2 separate regions of the Urocitellus parryii genome follow, and region 1 is linked to region 2. Evidence: chromatin contacts called from public Hi-C data. All regions are on one chromosome and are shown on one strand. Each heading gives the region's core, a stretch centred on a gene start, on an enhancer-like site or on the middle of the called end of the contact. The rest is flanking DNA. Distances are from core to core; before and after follow the strand shown. Region 1 holds the start of Hey1 (hes related family bHLH transcription factor with YRPW motif 1). Region 2 holds the start of Mrps28 (mitochondrial ribosomal protein S28).

The links. A called contact is a pair of places that touch in the nucleus more often than the background predicts.
Region 1: a contact with region 2 is called in a Hi-C map of liver, with 3 times the contacts expected there. The contact joins the promoter of Hey1 here to the promoter of Mrps28 in region 2. A contact is called at or near these places in 2 of 2 Hi-C or Micro-C datasets (liver and muscle).

The regions. Positions count from the first base shown.
Region 1 is chr7:52,719,092-52,726,047 of mUroPar1.hap1, forward strand. It overlaps Hey1 (hes related family bHLH transcription factor with YRPW motif 1), which reads left to right and starts at 2,656. Exons shown (of 5, transcript XM_026383168.2): 1 at 2,656-3,119; 2 at 3,391-3,466; 3 at 3,607-3,690; 4 at 4,009-4,090; 5 at 5,040-6,797. The coding sequence starts at 3,031. The coding sequence ends at 5,623.
Region 2 is chr7:52,489,564-52,495,899 of mUroPar1.hap1, forward strand. Mrps28 (mitochondrial ribosomal protein S28) reads left to right here and starts at 3,292. Exons shown (of 3, transcript XM_026382742.1): 1 at 3,292-3,526. The coding sequence starts at 3,317.

The sequences.
Region 1 (6,956 bases), core at 1,406-3,905, 230 kb after region 2:
AACTCCAAAAATGGAGTACAACATCTTCTCCTTTACCTCCAGTTGGAAAAAGACCCATTCCTGAAGGGCTAGACCTGGGTAGCCCTGATTAATTTTCAAGGTGCACCTTGCCTTCAAGGAACCTCATAAAAGTTTCAAGTAGTTCTTTATTCCAAGCTTTCCAGGATAAATACTCTACAAAAAGCAAGTGGTGAGAACATTACAGGGACCCTCAGCCCAATTCTCTCCTCTGATTCCACTCTGGGGAGGAGCTGCCACCCCCACTCTTCCTGGCAACAACTGAACCCCCTCACCCATCTCATCTTGATCTTACTTAAGTCCCTACCCAAACTCAGAAGAGGCCTCCCAGATCTCATAATGTGTTCTCGCTCCCAAACTTTGAGGCATCAATAACCATTTTCCTGGTGTATTATCTGATTTCCCCATTGGGATGTGAATTCTAGGAAGGTAGGGCTCTTCTAGAGTTTTGGGTCAACTTTCCTTTCTCAGGCCCTCCTAGCACAGTGTCAGGCACACAGAAGGCACTGAATAAGTGTTTGTTGGGCACATGAAAGAATGAGACGATATCCTCCTTTTTTGACAGTAAACATGTATATGTGAGAATATTTCATTTAGGTATCAGAGAGGGATCAAGCATGGTCAACCCCACCCTGTCTTTTCCTCTCACCTGCTGCTTGTCCACACCTGTACACAGCAGTGAAAATGGGCCAAAGAAGACCTGACTCATTGCAGGTGCTATAGGCTGGGAAAGCTTACAGATCCACAGAGGAATGGACACACTGTTCCTGGGGGCAGAGTGGCCTGTCACTTTAGGAGAAGAAACAGAATATCAGAGGGATTTTTTGAAAGGCAGAGAGTTGGTTTCTGAATCATCAGGTTCTGGGAAGGAAGAGGCATGCAGTGTGATGTGTCTGACTGAAGACTGAGAGAGTAAAAAGAAGCTTTGAAGTAGAACTTCCAGTTTTGTGATAGCAGCAACCTCCAGGATGCTCTGTTACCTGCAGAAGGAGCAGAGAAAATAGGTGGTGAGTCTGATCTTGGATTGACAACTGACAGGCAGCATGTGGGGAAGTATGAGGAAGAACAGTGGTCTGGATTTCAGGAAGAACAAACCCAGTATGTAGGAACCCAACCTGGACACGGAAACAGAGGGGGATGGAAGGAAAGGCTGAGAGGTTAAAGGTTAAGGTGAAGCAGATTAAAGCTTCAGTGGGAGATGAGAGGTTGGACCTGTATGTAGAAGTGGTGGGGGCTCAGAAAGGAAGACGTCAATTAAACTCAGGCCACTTCAGTGTGGCTTTCAAGGTGTGTTAAGATGGCATTAAGGTCTACAATGAATGAGGTCTAGAAACAAAGAAGCTATTTGCAAAAGTAAAAAAAAAAAATCTTTTTTTTTAATATTCCGACGTTTATTAAGCTTTCCCTCAAGCTACTCAAGAATGTGAGATGAATCACTCTACAGTTTTGTAAGGTATAGAGCAGTCGATTTTCAAAACAACCATCCTAACCTTCTGTACAAATCCTGGAATCAGTTCTGAGATTTAAAACTGTATTTTTACAAGTCCGTCTTCCTGGGATCCTCGCAGAAAACTTCATGGAGCATCTACTATGCGCCATGCCACAACCGAAGCCAGAAGGCGGTGTATTTGTGTGTGTGGTGCGTTGTCTACTGATCAGAGACATACATCCTCGCAGTGAGGCAGGCCTCAGATGCAAACGCCCGCCCCGCCACCCTGTCGCCGGCTGAGAGGATCTGGCAGCCAACGCGGGGCGGGGAGGAGGGTGAGGGTTGGGGGAAAACCAACATGATGAATATCCCCAGGGACTCCCCCCTCCCCGACTTAGCCTACAAAACCAGCGCTCCACTTCCCCGGAAATTAGATGCATGGGGAGTTCATTCCATGCTGGAGACTGGAAAGCCCTTGCAGAAGCGTCTCGCTACACTGGCGGGCTCAGTCCCCAGAAACGGAAGAACATCCCCCAAACCACGTCCTGCTCCTCCATGTGACTAGCCTCTGGGCTGGTAGCCACAAAGGACGTGCCCGGAGCACAAGAGACACCTCTCTGGGTTTCCTGCTGGTTCCACGGAGCGACCAGCGAGAGGCCCCGCCAGGTGCACCCAGCCGGGCCCTGCCAAGAGCGCGCGCCTGCAGCCGCGGAGCACTGGCGGCTACGTAGCCGAGATTTACGGCGGCTCAGGGCGGTGGCTTCCGGGGCCGGCCGGCGCCCAGGCTCCGATTACAGGTTCACACGGGGAGCCCAGCCCGCGGCCGCTCAGTCCGGGCGGTGCGCCCTAGCGCAGCCTCGCTCCCCCGCCTGGCCATTCTTCTCCATTCATGCGGACGCCCAGCGCCGCCGCCGCCGCCGCCAGCGCGGCCGCCGTCGCCGTCGCCAGCCGCCCGGATTGGCTGGCGGCCGGGGCGCCGGCACTTTCCCACGGCCCGCGGCGCGTGCGGCTCACCGGCGGCGCTGCAGGCGCGGCCCTGGCGCACGGCCAGGCCAATCGGGGCGCGCGGGGCGGGGCGGGGCCGCGGCTGCCGGCGGGCTGGTGTCCCGACCCGGCCTCCCGCGCCTCCTCGCCGCCGGCCCACCGTCGCCTGCACCTCCTCCTTCCCCACAAGTGGAGGCCGGGCAGAGCCCCCGTGGAGCCGACGCACCGCCGCCGGGCAGGGGCGGGCGCGGGGGCGGAGGCGCTGTCCGCCCTCGCCCTCAGTCTCGCCCCCGCCCCTCCCCTGAGCATCTGCCACTCAGCGGAGTAAGGAGCTGGATTGGCTGCAGGGAGGCGGTTGCCCGGGAGCCTCGGCCCCGCCCCTCCGCCCCCTCACCGTCTTCCCTACGCCCCCGCCCTCCCTAGGGCCCTGGGAAGGGGCTCAGCGTGGGAAAGGGATGGTTGAGTTTTAACCGGAGGCAGAGCGTGAGCGGGATCAGTGTGTGCTGAACGCTAGCAGCCGAGCGCTGAGAGGCGCCGCGGTTGTTAACTCCTCCCTGCCCACTGCGTCGACCCTCCCCTGAAGCCCCAGCGCAGCCAGCATGAAGCGAGCTCACCCCGAGTACAGCTCCTCGGATAGCGAGCTGGACGAGACCATAGAGGTGGAGAAGGAGAGTGCGGACGAGAATGGGTAATTTGGAGACGGTTGAGCGGGGCCAGAGAGGGAGGAGAGACCCGACTGACTGGCAGCGGTGACAGCGGGCGAGGGTTCAGGAGCTGCTGCTCTGAGCCGACCTGTGTGCGTCGCAGGCTGGCCACTGCCGGTGGCGAGAGACCCTCGAGTCACCTTCAAGTCCAATTTGCCAAAATAGTCTTGAGTGCAAGAAGGGCTTTGGGGCTACCCTTAGATCATCTCCACTCGCTTAACGACTGTTCTCCCCCGCAACCCCCTTTCCTTTCAGAAACTTGAGTTCGGCTCTAGGTTCCATGTCCCCAACTACATCTTCCCAGATCTTGGCCAGGAAAAGACGGAGAGGCGTGAGTTTTAAATTTTATTTTGAACGATTGCTCCTCTTTTTAAATTTTATTATTAATTAACAGAAAGAATCACATTTCTTCTCTTTGAAATTTGCAGTCATCATGGAAATGTCCTTCTTTGTTTTGCCTGCTTCCCACAGATCATTGAGAAGCGCCGACGAGACCGGATCAATAACAGTTTGTCTGAGCTAAGGAGGCTGGTACCCAGTGCTTTTGAGAAGCAGGTAATGGAGAAAGTAGGTAGAGTTATCAGTATAGCTATCTGCGCCTTCTGACTCCTTCCCCCATAAATCTGAACCTTATTCATGTCTTGGAAAATAGTCGTGTTGCTTATGTCTCGATGAATTCATACAGATTTTCCAACGGATTTTGTGAAGACAATTTTGCTTTAGTCCACACTTGTTGATTTACAGAGAAAGAGTAACATATATATTATATAATATGTGATATTATATAATATGTATATGTGTGTGCGTGTGTGTTATATGTTTTCCACCAAAGGCACTCGTGCCAAATCAGTCTTTTGTCATTCTCTTCTTTAGGGATCTGCTAAGCTAGAAAAAGCTGAGATCTTACAGATGACCGTGGATCACCTGAAAATGCTGCACACGGCAGGAGGGAAAGGTACTTCTTATTAGTCCTGGAGACCTCTATCTCGTCAGGGTACAGGGAACAGTAGGCATAGTCCAGGATTGGTGCAGTTCCTGCCTGCTTTTTCTCTGGGGGTGGGCAGAGAAGGATGTGTGGCATGTGCGCTTGCCTGTTAGTATGACTTTAATTGAACATCTGATTTTTTCCATTAAATATATTACCCCAGCCCTTTGCAAATTATGCTAGTGCATCTTTTGGAAAGTGCCTATCCAAAAAAAAAAAAAAAAAAAAAAAGTCTCTGAGATCCTCTAAAGTTTTGACAGCCCTGATTCAGATATCTGCCACATTTGTCCATTGCAATTTTGAGAAATAGCATGCACACACATGTACATATATTCTTAATTTCTTACATAGGATTATTATTATTATTATTATTATTATTATTATTATTATTAAGGAGCTGACACATCACATCCAGGACAGAAACCTGTTGTGGTTTAGTAGAGAAAAACCTAACAGAAGGTGGGAGACCAAGGTCTGTGGGTCGGTCTCCTCTGTCTCCAGCCTGGAAAATGCTTTACTGAGGACCAAGTGCCTAAAAGCTCCACGATGATAACTTACATCTGTGTGTCTAATGAATTTCACTGCTCTGTGGTTTCTCTGTCCTTGATGTATTTTTTGTTGTTGTTGAGGGAAAACATTAAAGGAATGAGCATAGTTTCATCTGCTGGTAGGGTATAATTCCAATTTGTGCTCAGCAGCTCCTAATTGGACTTTGAACTTGCATTAGCAAATACATTCTACTCATGTTGATTAATGCAAAGATTTTTGGTCCGCTCCAGAGTATTTGGGTTTGCAGGAGAACCCCCGTGACTGTTCTGTTTTCAAGACTAGGTATTTGCCAGAAAAGACTGCCTTTGGGGAGGAAGAAAGGCGGGTAATGAGCAAAACCCTGAGTTTTTTTCTTTTGTTCTTTTCTCAGGTTATTTTGACGCACATGCCCTAGCTATGGACTATCGGAGTTTGGGGTTTCGGGAATGCCTGGCGGAAGTTGCCCGTTACCTGAGCATCATTGAAGGACTAGATGCCTCCGACCCGCTTCGCTTTCGATTGGTCTCACATCTCAACAACTACGCCTCCCAGCGGGAAGCTGCGAGTGGCGCCCACGCGGGTCTTGGACACATTCCCTGGGGGAGCGCCTTCGGACATCATCCACACATCGCGCACCCGCTGTTGCTGCCCCAGAACAGCCACGGCAGCGCTGGCACCGCTGCATCGCCCACGGAACCACACCACCAGGGCAGGTTGGCCTCGGCACATCCGGAGGCTCCTGCTTTGCGAGCGCCCCCTACTGGCGGCCTTGGACCGGTTCTTCCCGTGGTCACCTCTGCCTCCAAACTCTCACCGCCTCTGCTGTCCTCAGTAGCCTCGCTGTCTGCCTTCCCCTTCTCCTTTGGCTCCTTCCATTTACTCTCTCCCAATGCACTGAGCCCTTCGGCACCCACGCAGGCGGCAAACCTTGGCAAGCCCTATAGACCTTGGGGGACGGAGATCGGAGCTTTTTAAAAAACTGATGTTATTTAAAAAAAAAAAAAAAGAGGGAGGGGAAAACTTAAAATCCCAGCTGAGCTGGACTGTTGCCAACATCACCTTAAAGTCGTCAGTAAAAGTAAAAAGGAAAAAGGTACACTTTCAGATAAATTTTTTTAAAGACTAAAGGTTTGTTGGTTTACTCTTTTTAATTTTTTTATCATGTCATATATTGGCAGTTTAAAAAAACTAGTTGTTAATTTTTGTTTAAAACATTTAATTGAGATAGTACAAACCTATTCTTTGTGATAGGTTTTTACTGTGTCTAATTTACTTTGTAAACCTATCTAAGAATGATTCCATTTTGCCTCAGAGTTTTAGGAATCATAAACTTTAGTGTTTTTGGTCTGTTTTTCTCCTTGTATAGTTGCAGTCTGATTTTAGAATTAATTTTTCAAACCACTATGCTCAATGTTAACATGATTCTGTTTGTTAATATTTTGAGAGATTAAGGTGTATGAATAATATTCTTTGTGTGTAGGGGGAACTATATTGAATTTTATATTTCCAAACAAAGCGGTGACAAATCAGATGATTAGCTTTATCCAAGAAAGAAGACTAGTTAATTCTCTGCCTCCTCAGCAGTCAGTTGGATGTACATACTATCAGTGACCCTGAATCCACTGAACCAAGTGCCATTGTCTGCTAGAACTTGCCCTTCTGGCAATTCAGGCCTAGGAGACAGCCACTGGTGGGTTAGGGCCCCATTGGGAGTGTTGGAGAGGAAACAGAAGACAATTGCATAGAATATGCCTGCATTTACCAGCCCCAAGCAATGCAATTAATTTTTAATCCCACAGATCTCAAATTCTTAAGTGTTAACCTGGATAAGTGATCACGTGTGCAAGTGGTCAATTGAATAGTACAGTGGAACCTGCTAAATGTATGACCTAATTTTCCTGGAGCTGCTGTATTTTTTTGAACTGAAAAAAAAATTTTTTTTTATGTTGTGTTTTCCTTTTGGTGCATGGAAATGTGGTTGTTGAGATATTTAAAGGGGCTTTGCTGCCTTCTTCTCTTTGGTTTATTTAATCTGATTTGGGCTATAAATGTATCATTTTACAGGTTTATTCCTTTAGCAGGTGTAGTTTCAACAACCTCCACTGAACTGGGTTTGACCTCTGTTGTACTGATGTGTTGTGACTAAATAAAAAACAAAGAACAAAGTATTCTGCTGTGTATGTCTTACATTCCTTGGCCTTTCCCTCTATAGGCTAAGAAAAGACAAAATTCTTTCATTTTTTTCCTTCCAATCGATTTTCATATATTTACCAATTTCATTACTCTTGGAATTCTAAACTGCAAATTC
Region 2 (6,336 bases), core at 2,042-4,541:
TTGCTGCACATGTTCCAGAGAAAATGCTGCATAAGGCAGTTTGTCAAAATCATGTTTCTTTATAGTTAAAACCAGATGAAAACTCTGATTTTTGCACGTAGTGAAGACATTTGGCCATTGGTTAATCATTTTTAGTGATGGTCCCATAATTATATATCAGTTATAGAGACCATGGGTGGGTCACAATTAATAGAAAACATTGCTTTTGAATAAACCAGCAAACTTCAAAACTTCCATATTCTGATGTTGAAACCAAAATGAATCTAAAGGCTTTTTCAAACTCTTAGTATGTGAGCTCTTAGAGAGCAGGGTTTGCATGTGCCTGTCACCTGCCAGGATTTCATACTTCAATAAATGCTGTTTGGTGACTCAAATTCTTGAAAACTCATATAATTTTTTTTTTTTTTTTGGTACTGGGGATTGAACTGAGGGACATTCTACCACACACATCCCAGCACTTTCTATTTTCTGAGACGAGGTCTTCCCAAGTTGCACAGGCTGGCCTCAAATTTGTACTTCTCATTTAGCCTCCTAAGTATCTGAAATAACAGGCATGCACCACCCTGCCCAACTCATGTAATTTTGATGTTACTGAGGCTGGTCAGTGTGAATTATTTTAATTTGATGGTTTTTCTACTACACAGTAAAAGCAAAACACGTTTTGGGTTTTGAATTATATTTTTAAGTGGCTATCTTCAATATTCTCTAAAGGTTTTCTTGCTTTCCAGGATTAATTCCATTATTTTCCAATTTGACTAACAGTATTTTCACAATTCCTTAAATGCTATTTGCCTATCTTCATCATTTACAGAATCCATCTTCTTAATGAGCTTATCTATTTCTTTACCTGAAATGACTGTCTTTGGACAGTCTGTACATCTAGACCAGTCCCCTCTCTTTCAGGCATTTATATGTGGTTAAAAGGCACAAATCTTTAATCACCTCCTAGTCATCTTCACCTAGCCATCAATAAGCTATTTTTTGAGCTTTCATTAAGTGCCTAGACATTTTACACATTTCCTTTCATTCTTAGGGGTGTGGTTTCAGTTTTATTGATGAGACTATAGCCAGTACTTGTGAGGCCAGGATTTGAATTATTTTCTTTTCACTTACCTTGTCATCTGCCATTACTATTATTTTTGTAGTGTGTGTTTTAACTTGCAAAAAAAGAGGAATATTTTTAACGAAGCAAGAGGGAAGGTGCAGTTAGGGCAGGATCAGAATCCTTAAAATGTGAAAACCACAGCCCCTCTGTAGTGTCTGTTTCTATTTGTGGCTTGCATAGGCAAAAAAGCCTGCAAAACCTCATTTGCTGTTTCTGATCCTCTATCAGAGGCAGATAGTTTTGCTTATTAAAAAATATTGTGGAAGTAACCTTCAATCTTCAAGTAAAAGTATGAAGAAGATGTAGCCTACTTATGTGGACTCACAGCCCATCGACATGTAACTTTAAAAAAAAAACCCTACAGGAATTGTTCTGAAAATGACTTATCACACAGTCCTTGAGAAGTTTACCATTTGGCTGAACTAGGACATGCTATACCTATTGAGTTTCAGTACTAGGGAGTACTCACCTGGAATAGAATTTATATTAAGCTCCTACTGAATTTATAAGGGTCTTCCCACAGTTGGCTAGTTATTGTGAATCCTACAATTATTTCTAATGTTTTGTACATTGTCTATGCCATACAAGGCATGAGAAAGGCATCCCTAGTCAGAGGCATTAGTAGAATAGGGTTTGTGGTCCTAAAAAGTACTTCCCTCGGTAATTTTTTCAAATGTCATGGAAAAGTGTGTGCCACCTTGTCTCCAAAACAGCTTGATTGCAGGTTAACATTAAAACTACTGGGTAAAAGATGGCTGAACTACTTCATTCATTAAAAAGTGAAGTATGGTGTTTGAAGAGGGTGGGCAAAATCTCGGAATTAATAATATTGAGGTAAAAAAAGTGACAGAGCCTCTGGTACAATACACAGGCACTATCTGAAATTCCCTAATGTTAGGGAACATACAGATGTGAATGGTGGGAACATAGAGATTAAGAGTAATTCCCCCCAAATGGGCCCAGTGTGCTGCCCCCACATGCTTTCTTTTCCAGAAAGCAGTTTACCTGCAGCTCTGTCTGGCCATTCCTCAGCAAACTGCCAGTTATCTGCAGGAGAACTACAGGTGGTTGTTAAGAGGACCCCAAGTTGCACTGAAGGAGGAGCCTTTTATGACCAGATACGGAAATATTAGGAGATAAGAATAGTTCCTCCTAGCCTTAAAATCTACAAGAATATATGGTTAAGAGTCCACCTAAAACTTAAAAATAAATAAATATTTTTTAAAAAATCCAATTAGAACTGGCCAGCATGGGCTAAGGTGACCTAGAGTTGTCAAGGCAGTAGGGATTTGAAAGACTGATGTCATCTTGCTGTCAGCCAAAAGTCATGAGGTGGACCTGGGTGGGACATTTTGGAAACATCTCTGGAATCCGCAATAAGTGTAAGAATGGCACATTGTTTCTCTCCTCTCATAGAGGCAATTCTCTCCTTTGAGAGTGTCCACATTCCTTTTCCCTATCCTTTCAATAAACTCATTCCTGTTACTCTGAGCAACATGTCTGAAATATTTCTGACTTGATCACAAGAATCAGGGTTTGAAGGGCAGGTTTTTGCATTGCCTGGTTCTTGCAAGGACCGAGCTCCTTAACACTAGAAGGTACAATAGCTATTAGGAGGTGACAGACGTCTCAGATTATTATATTCACGTGAGGAATGGCCCCAGAAGTGGCAAAGGATTAACTTGCATCCAGAATTTCACGAATGTGAATTGTTCGATGTGAACTGCGTCTTACTAAGTGCCCAGTACAAAAGACCTAACAGCAAATTCCTTCCTTCATGGAGAAACTTCGGAAAGCACCTAAAATTTTAAGTGCTCAAAGTCACAAAGAAAGCAGAGCACTGGCGTGCATATCCGGACTTCCAATTCTAAGTTGGGTAACAGGGAGATAACTTCCAATTCTAAGTAGGATAACAGGGAGAACTAAGTAGGTTAACAGGGAAAACTGAGGGAGCCTGAAAGGTTGCATTACCGCACTCTGCCATGAACTAAGCGCACTTCCCACACGAAACGGCGATCTCCAGTCCCTGAGGATATAGTCCATGCATTTTAACTTAAACCTCCACCTCCTACACTTCTTCATCAGCACAGCACAGCCCTCAAACAGCCAGTCCTCCTGGCTCCGCGGCCGGTGGGCGGGCCTCTCCTCGCTCCGCCCTTGACCCGCACGCTTGCGGAACGGAGGCCGTAGGTCAGAGGTTGTGAAGGCGTCATGGCGGCGCTGTGTGGGACTCGTGCCGTGGCTGCCGAGAGCCATTTTCTGCGAGTGTTTCTCTTCTCTAGGCCCTTTAGAAGCGCAGGCACTGAGAGTGGCTCCGAAAGCGGGAGCTCCGATTCCTCGAAGCCTCAGACGAGTCCAGGCGGCTTTGCCAGCGCGTTGGAGCGGCACTCAGAGCTGCAGCGGAAGGCGGAGCTCCGACGGGTGAGAGGCAGCCGCGGAGCCACGCCCACGACGCGGTTGAGTGGCTGGGGCCGGCGTAAAGGGTGGGGCCACGCCAGTGACATGTGGGCGGGGCCGGGCCGGATGGTGGGCGGGGAGTCGGCGAGGGGAACCGGAACTGGGAGGGCTGGAGGTGGCTGGTGGCTTGGGGGACCTGGGGGACCTGGGAACCTGGGAGGCTGGAGGGCGGTTGTTGGGCCGTATGTTGGCTCTGTGGCTGGCGGCTTGCTGCCGAGCGCGTGGCTGGTGTTTTTCTTCATTGGTTGTACTTTTATGTGACTGACTCTGTAAGCGCGGGTCTTGCTGGCCCTTGGGCAGCAGGGAGCGCTGCCAGTGAGGCGGTCTGGGGCGAGTCCGGGGACTGGTAGAAGTGGACTCACACTGGGAGAGGCAAGGCTCTGCTTGGTCTCCTTCTATACAACAGCTCCAGTGTGGAGCTTCTTGGTAGCTGTTCTAAGCATTTGTTAAATAGGGGAACGATGGAATTACTATTTTTCTGAACTTGGGCAAGTGATTTAACAGGTCAGTGCTTCACTTTCCTTTTCTGTAAGTGACTTTTTTGGGTTTATTACCCCTTTGCCTTACCAATATTTTTCTAAAGTACGAAATAACTAAATAAGCGAAATAAAGGAAATAGACAGGTACAGATGTTGTTTTTGTTTTGTTTTTTACTATTGCATTCAGCAGACATGAAATTGGATATATTAAAAAAATTCTCAATTTCTGTATTTATTTCCTTGGGGAATAGTATCAAATAGCTAATAGGCAGTTTCTTGGATTGTAGGATCATTTTAGTCGTTAGAGTCAAAATTTTCCTAAGATCCAAGGTATAAAAGAAGTCTGATGTATATTCTCTTCTGCTGTAACAAATTACCACAAGTTTAGTGGCTTAAGACAAATTTGTTATTTTGAGGGTTGTGAGAAGTCTGCAGTCTCACTGGGTTACAACCAAGGTGTTGGCAGCATTTCCTGTTCCATAGGTTTTGGGGAGGAACTGTTTCCTTGCCTTTTCTAATTTATGGGGGCCACTGCCATTTATTGGCTCCTGGCCTCCTTTTGCTTCTTCAAAGCCAGTAACAATAGGTTGAGGCCCTCTCACAGGGAGTTCTGTTATGTCTCATTCATTTTTGTGCTCCTTTATGATTATATTGGATCTGCCAGATAATCCACAATATTTTTTCTAAAATTAGTTGATTAGCAATCTTAATCCAACCTGCATTTTAATTCCTCTTTGCCACAGAAGGTGACATTCACAAATTCTAGGAATTTGGATGTGGACATCTTTAGGGGCACATTATTCTGTCTACCATACCTGAAATCATCAAAGGGATGAATCGGATTCATCCTTGGCATAAGGCATTGCTAACGAAGTGTGGTAAGGTAGGAAGCATAAATATAATTCAGTGTTCTTCTGAATATTTGTGTAGGAAAAGAATTTCCCTGTTTCTCACCTTCATCCTTTCTCATTACCAGCCCCATAAGTACCCCATTTTAAGTTTCTTCAAAATCTCCAGAAAATAATTCTCAGATTGCTGAGTTAATTGTGGTAAGAATGAAAATTGTTGCATCACATTAGCAAGTGTTTGAAGCTAAAATTGTCTCCCATATTTTAGTGTTTCACATGATGAGCAGTAGTAAATGTTTAATGAAGGAGAAATTCAGGGTATTTATGAGTGAGCAGGATTCCCTTTCCATTCCTCTCCAAGACAATTCTAATTGGACTGCTCAGTTTTTCCAGGAGGCAACTGGGTATTTCCTGGGAGTCTCAGCACATCCGTTGGATTTGCCTCGTCCAGCTCAGACTCAACAGTCTCCATGGGCAGTTTTTCTTCACTAACATAGTTTTGAAAACATTATTCTATTAGATGGAGAGTAAATGTGTTTAGTTCTAACATGTGGTTCACATTTTTCTGGTTCATAGTTCTTGGACATCTTGGTTTAATGGAAGGGTAATTTCCTGGGAAGGATGGTATCAGGAATCTGGGGTGTAGTCTTGTGTTTTATGAGTTCTTAGCTTTGTAGCATTTTGAGTGTTCCCTTTTATGCAGTAATGAATACCTCTGACTTCAGCTGTGCTGAAGGTCATTATAGACATAGCAACAGAGTTCTGCTCTACAAATCAGACATAAGGAGGTGGTCTTTATGTTTTTCTTGGGAACGTTGTAAACTGCCATTCCTGTTCCCTCAAACTTAACAATACATTTCTTGCTATGGTATTAAAGACTTACTGGCCTGGGGCAGAGGTTAAAAGTTGCTCAGTTTGAGGCTGCTGGGATTGTGATACTCATCCAGTCTTCTTACTAGTTGAGTGACTTTGACAAATTAGCTTGCATACTCGAGTTTGCACCCTTATATCTAAGTGAAAATAATACTCTAATTGGAGTTATTGGGAAGTTTATATGAAATAATACATTTAAAAGATTCTCAGCACACAGTGTAGAGAAAGCCTTCACTTAATGCATTTTAGATATTATGTGGCCCCAGCCATTTCTCCATTGTCCTCCTGCATATTGGAGAATATTTGCAACAGAGATGTTTCCAGAACCACATAGTTCTTTAATGAAACCCAATATTAAGTTGTGAATAATAAGCCTTGTCAAACCATCCATGTAGGTTCATCCATTGTAACACATATACTCTGGTGGGGATGTTGATAGTAGGGGAGGCTATGCAAGTTGGGGGTCAGAGAGCACATGGGATTTCTCTCTACTATGCAGTTTTGCTCTAAACCTAAAACTGTTCCCCCCAAAAAAGAGTGCACGTAAGAGGCTATTTAAAAAATGTAGATGAGT